Regions from separate parts of the Ovis aries genome. Here region 1 is linked to region 2. Evidence: chromatin contacts called from public Hi-C data. All regions are on one chromosome and are shown on one strand. Each heading gives the region's core, a stretch centred on a gene start, on an enhancer-like site or on the middle of the called end of the contact. The rest is flanking DNA. Distances are from core to core; before and after follow the strand shown.

Evidence for each region. A called contact is a pair of places that touch in the nucleus more often than the background predicts.
Region 1: a contact with region 2 is called in a Hi-C map of mixed tissues, with 2.9 times the contacts expected there. The contact joins two enhancer-like sites. A contact is called at or near these places in 8 of 16 Hi-C or Micro-C datasets (blood, hypothalamus, liver and 3 more).

The regions. Positions count from the first base shown.
Region 1 is chr15:28,466,857-28,469,628 of ARS-UI_Ramb_v3.0, reverse strand. No RefSeq gene overlaps it. Among named protein-coding and RNA genes, the nearest start is that of TMPRSS4, 33 kb to the left of the region's middle. Within about 2 kb of position 1,493, at least 6 of the 54 cell types and tissues checked have an H3K27ac peak or open chromatin away from gene starts, as enhancers often do. A contact at or near this core is called in hypothalamus, where this site is marked.
Region 2 is chr15:28,241,927-28,245,016 of ARS-UI_Ramb_v3.0, reverse strand. The region is part of intron 1 of FXYD6 (FXYD domain containing ion transport regulator 6); the gene reads left to right. Among named protein-coding and RNA genes, the nearest start is that of FXYD6, 18 kb to the left of the region's middle. Within about 2 kb of position 1,821, at least 11 of the 54 cell types and tissues checked have an H3K27ac peak or open chromatin away from gene starts, as enhancers often do. A contact at or near this core is called in hypothalamus, where this site is marked.

The DNA.
Region 1 (2,772 bases), core at 244-2,743, 220 kb before region 2:
CCCAGCACTAGCATTACTCGATTCATTTATTCAAGAAACATTTGCCCAGCACCTGGGAGGGGCCAGTTCTGAGCTGGTGGGCTCTGGAGACCCGAATCAAATAAACTTGCTTGGACCCTGGCAGAGAGGTGGACCCTCAAAACTGAAGTCTCCCTGGGATGGATTTGTGCTGTGACAGAGGGACCCACTGAAGGCAGTGGGGACACCTAGGAGGGCGGGGTGAATTTGCCTGAGACTTGGGAGAAAGCTTCCTGCTGTTGGTGGTGTTTGCTGTGGGACTGAGCAACAGTGCAACAGGCTGAAATGTTAGGGAAAATGTATTCCTGGCTGGAGAAGGCCAAATCGTGGAGGCTTTTCCGAGCTGGCTAGACAGGTGGACATCCAAGGGAGGAGGCTGGCTGGTGGAGGCTACCAGGCTGGGGAATGATGGGCGCTTGTCTCTCTCTGATGAGAGAAGAGTCTTATTTGGGAGCCAGAGCAGACCCATGTTTTCTGGGGGCCTGAAGTTTCAATGGTTTTGCAGCCTTTCTTAAAGCAAGAATACAGAAATAAAACCAAAATTAGGTAGAGTGGCTTGGAGAGGTCCTTGCAGGTGAGGGACCTGATGTTTAAGCTTATTAGCTTTGTGTAAAAACCCGGCAGCAAATTGCTTTTGCTCTCTTTCCTTTCTCTCTTCCTCTGGGGAGCTCTGGACCCCTGAGCAGCTAGTCAAGACTGGATTCAGGAAACCCGAGTCTGTGGTCTCCTCTGGAGGCCGAGCTGCTTTGTCAGGGTAAAAGGAGGTCAGTGGGGGTGACTTTTCATACTGAGTCTATGCAAATGGTGCCCTGAAATTGTTCCAAGGGGTGGCCTTGAATCTAACTGTAACTCCTGTTAATGCTTTAAGTAATGCACAGGTGGGACTTCCCTGGTGGCTCACCGGTAACGAATCTGCCTGCCAATGCAGGAGCCCTGGGTTCGAGCCCTGGGTTGGGAAGATCCCCTGGGGAAGGAAATGGCAACCTGCTCCAGTATTCTTGCCTGGAGAATCCCATGGACAGAAGAGCCTGGTGGGCTCCAGTCCATGGGGTCACTAAAGAGCTGGACATGACTGAGCAACTTAACAATAACAGCAACGTCAGGTATGGAGGCTTTCTGCACTGGCCAGGTGCTTTCATCCTGCGTCGTTCTCACCCCATCCTGGTGAGGCAGGTAAACGGCTCCCTCCACCAAGGCTCACAGCTGGGCCTAAGGACACCTGGCTGAACCCCCGGCAGGTTGGGACCTCACACTCCCCTTGCCCTCGGTGCTTCTCTTTCACTACTGGTTCAACAGTATTTAAACCCAAGCTTGCCCTCTTGGCCCCCTGTACAGAGAACTGATTCACCATAGTAGTGAAACCACAAATGACTCGGCTGGCTTTGGTAGTCCCCCGCCCCTTCCTGCATCTGCTCTGGTGGTAAGGGCAGGCACAGGTAGGGTGGAGCTGACAGCTTTTTTCCTTCACCCTATCTGTACTGTGGTGAGAGAGGGTTCTCACCTTCACCCCCTTTCTGGGCTGTTGGGAGAGCTCACACCTGGGTAAAACCTCGATCTCAAGGCTCCACCCAGGCTGTGGATCTCTGAGACTCAACAGTGATTTGCCGAGGGGTCTGATGCCCGTGTTTCAGTCCTAGCCGGGGCAGGTAGGGGAGAGAGATGCCTGCTTATTCTAGTAGCTTTAGTCAAGCTGCACTGAGCATCCGCTGTGTTAGACACGGTGCTAGCCCCAGCAGGATAGAGCCAAATCAGCCACGCCCTTGTCCGCATGGCTCCCTTCAGCATCTACCTGTGCCAAGTACTTAGCTGGGCGGGGAGACATGGAGAAGGATGAACAGCTGTGAACCTGGGCATGGGAAGCTCACAGTCCAATTCAGGGTCTCAGCAGAGAACGGTAAAAGGCAGAACATAGTCTGTTCAAAACTGGGAAGGATACTTTCTCTGCTTTTGTACTCCAAGCTGGAGTGGGAGGCAGTGCCTTGACCTCAACTGATTTTTTTTTCTTGGCCCTTATGTGGCATTGATAAGCCAGCTTCTACCTCCTTTAAGCATCTCCTTCAAAGTGCATAGCAGAACCCAAGCTCCTGCTTTCCAAAATGGCAAGAGTCAGAAATGGGAGAATGAAATGAGTCAAAGGAATGTTCCTGCTCCCAAGGAAGTGCTTTTACAGGGATTTAGAGGAAATGGGAATGAACTGGAGGAGTCAATGAAACAATTTCCTCCCAATGGTGCAGGAAGGATTGGGAGGCTCTTGTCTGGGGTTCAGTTCAGTACCCATCAGAGGAAAAGAGAGGTGGGAGTCATCCAAGTAGTCAGATGTTTCTAGATGTTTCCAGGCCAGATCCAGAAAAACCCCAAAGCCTCTGAACTTGTAACCACACAAAGCAGCTCTGGTTTATCCTATTTTCTGCAACCTGCAAGAATCCACTTGTGGTTGTGACCAGGAAACAGAGGGGGAGAGGGTTTGAGGGGGCTCTGAGGTAGAAGGACCCCTGGCTGCTCAGAATGAGTTCCTGCCACTGTACGCATGTTAGCTGTTTCCTCTCCTCCCTGCAAAGGTCTGGCAGAGAGCAACACGAAGACTCAAAATGTAACAACCAACTTGACCTTGAAATTTCCCAGCAGCTGCAGGAGCCCAGAGACAGCAGGGGTGGCTGATGGTTCGTGTGGGCGGCTGGGTGTTGGGTCACCTGGGCCGTGTGTGACTTCTGGCTCATCTGAGCAGAGACCTGGCTTTGTTTGGGCAAGGGCCTT
Region 2 (3,090 bases), core at 572-3,071:
AAGATGATCTTCTCATGCAGAGCTGGGAGCCTGTCAGGGCTTCTCTCCTCCCTCCTCTCTGCCTCGGTCACTGCATTCCTGTAGGTGCCTTGGCGTCTTTCCTGGCTCCAGCCAGGCTACTGGAGCACCCTCAGGCATTGCCCAGCCTGCTTGTTTCCCTCATGGTACTCCCCTCCTCCAGGCCTGGCCTGCCCAGCGCCCAGTCCCAGCATATCAGAGCCACAGGCAGGAGCTGGAGGTGTGAGTTCTGGGTAGATGCACTGGCTACATCACTTCTCTGTTGGCACTTGAGACTCCTCAAATAAAGAACTTTCATCTCAATCATTCTAACTCACTGGCATTCAGTGGTTCTGAGTCCATCTGGTATACCTCACATCATGCTTATATCCTATTTATACACTGCAAAATCTTCTTTTAACAGGCTTCTTTGTTCCAAAGATTTGGATATATCATAGGCTAAATCTTGTCCCTTGGCATGCAATAACAGTCTAGGGTAACCAGTTAGCCTAAACAATGAGGCCCAGGTATTAGTGGCTCAGATGGTTAAGAATCCACCTGCAATGCGGGAGACCCAGGTTTCATCCCTGGTCAGGAAGCTTCCCTGGAGAAGAGAATGGCAACCCAGTCCAGTATTCTGAAAAATCCCATGGAAAGAGGATCCTGGCGGGCTACAGTCCATAGGGTCACAAAGAGTCGGACTTGACTGAACAACTAACGCTTTGACTTTTCCAGGCATTCTGTGACCCCATAAAGGTCCCCTTCCGGCATGTCCTTTCTATGGAGGGGGCCTTCTCTTTCTTTGGGGATCCTGCCAGGACCCAGGCCTTGGTGATCCCTCTGGGCACATTTTTGATGAGCTGAATCCTAAGGAAGGCAAGCAGGTGGGATGCCAGGGAAGGGAAGCGAGGCCTTGGGGGCTGAGTGAGACAGAGATGAGGATGAGATGAAGATGTTTCCCTGTAATTTGGAGCTTGTGCATTTTAAAGGGAGGTTGTTTCTGAGTTATTTTCACAATAGAACTGGGTATTCTGATCTACCTCACTGCTTCATGGAATCAAAAATAATATAGCGTGATGCTATATCATCAGCTCGTGGCTTCTCTTTCTGAGCAGCTTTTACCCGGCAATTATGTGAAATTATGTGACTCAGTATGGAAAGATAATCACCAGAGAAACTCTTCTGATTGCTCTCTCCTGCACATGCAGAAAAGCAACTGTGCAGACGGCAGAGAGATCAGGGAAGGAAATTAACATGGACAGGCTGTTGCCACCCGAAGTGTCAGCTGTTCACCAGTGTCAAGATAAATGAGAGTGTGGAACGGAGCAGGAAAATGAGTGGAAACTGAATTGTTTCTCTGAAGGTGCTTCAGAGGAAGTACAAGGTGGCTGGTTCTGTTTTCCAGATGGGGAGGACAGTCTGAAAGATCTAGAGTTCCAGAGTACCCCACCCCCATCTAACAGTGAGGACTTTGCTGGAGCCCCATCCCGGGGGCCAGGTCCGCAGGCTCTCCCAGATAGGGGGGGTCCATGATCTCACATGTGCAGGTGGCTAATGTGATGTTCCTGAACCCCCTCTCCCAGCTCCACCCAACTCTGCCTTGCTCTTTCGGCTTCCAAAAATTCCCGCCCACTCTTCAATCTGCTACTTAGCCTCCGTGGCCTGGAAATGGAGTTTACCACGCCTGCCACCTCTCAACCTCCCCCAGTCCTCGGCCAGGCCAGCCTCGCCTCCTTTCTGGGAGAAAGGAATGTGAGGGGCAGTTGTGTGGGAGGGAGAGAAGAAAGAGATAGAGGTCCTCAGTGCAGCCATGAGAGAAAGACATTCTGTGTCCCTTCAGAGGCTCTGTCTGCGTCCTTGGCCACTCGACTCAGGGACAGTGCCAGAGGGACCAGCAAGGTTTTTAAAAATGGGTGTAGGGGCCAAGAGGGCCCCCCCAAGGAAGCTTATGCTGAGGTGTGGCTGGCGTAGTCCTGGCCTGGGCAGCAGCTTGAAGGAGGAGAGTTGGTCCCTTTCCAAATCTGTAACAGTCTTTCTCTCAGCTCACTGTAACTTGATCAGAAATGGTTTCTTTAGAATACAAAGACAGGTCCTTACTCTTTAGCCTGGCATGCAAGATCCTCTAGAGGCTGATTCCAGCTCTCTTATCAGAATTCTCGCCACCCACACTCTCATGCTTTGGACAACTCGATTGTTCACTGTTTTGGAAGGTATCTTATTCTCGAAATGGCAAATACTTGGCAGATGGCTCTCATGGCCCCTCCTGCGCTATGCAGACGTCACAGATGGATGAAGGCCCTCACATCTACCTGCCCTCATTCAGAAGCCTTCTGAGGAAGCCACTTCAGGTGGCCACTACTGAATGAAGTGCCTAGAGGTGCAACTTGAACTGAACTTGAAATTGAATACTGTTTGTGATCCCCGTTTTCCCTTCTCACTGCCTTTGCTCATGCTGTTTCCTCTGCCAGAATGCCTTTCCTTTTCTCTTTTCTTAGGCCTGTCCCTCAGAATCCCATCCTGCTTTCAAGGTTCAGCTGGAATGTCAGCTCCTCCATGGAAACAGCCCAGGTGCCCTGTTGTATTCCCTGCTCCCTCTTCTCTGCCCTGCCACGCTGGCTACTCCTTGAGTGTAGTCTCTGCCTCTTGTGAAGCTCTTTTCACATTTGCTGAAATATCTTGAGTCCTCTGCTTTCACACACTGCCCCCCGTCTTGCTTGCCTGTTTATCCCTTGCAGAACCTGGAATTGTATAACTCCGTTTAGGAATTCAGTGCGTACGTGTGTGGGGGCTGGGGATTTGCTTGAACTTAAGCATCTATGGCAGTAATTAGGTGGAGCTGTGGAGAGGTGTAGCGGTGACTAGTGGCCTGGGACCCTTGACCTGCGCCCTTCCTCCTCCCTGGAGGGGCCTTGCTTGCCTCATAACCCCTCTGCCAGCTAGAAGCAGTCCCAGCTGCTGCCCCTGTTCAGGGGAGGGAATCAGACAAAGGCTTGAATACTAGAAGGTTGGAATTACTGGGGAGTGTTAGATCTGCCCCCCAGAAGGGTGAAACGATAAAGAAAAACTGAGTTTACAGCTAATAGATCTCCATTA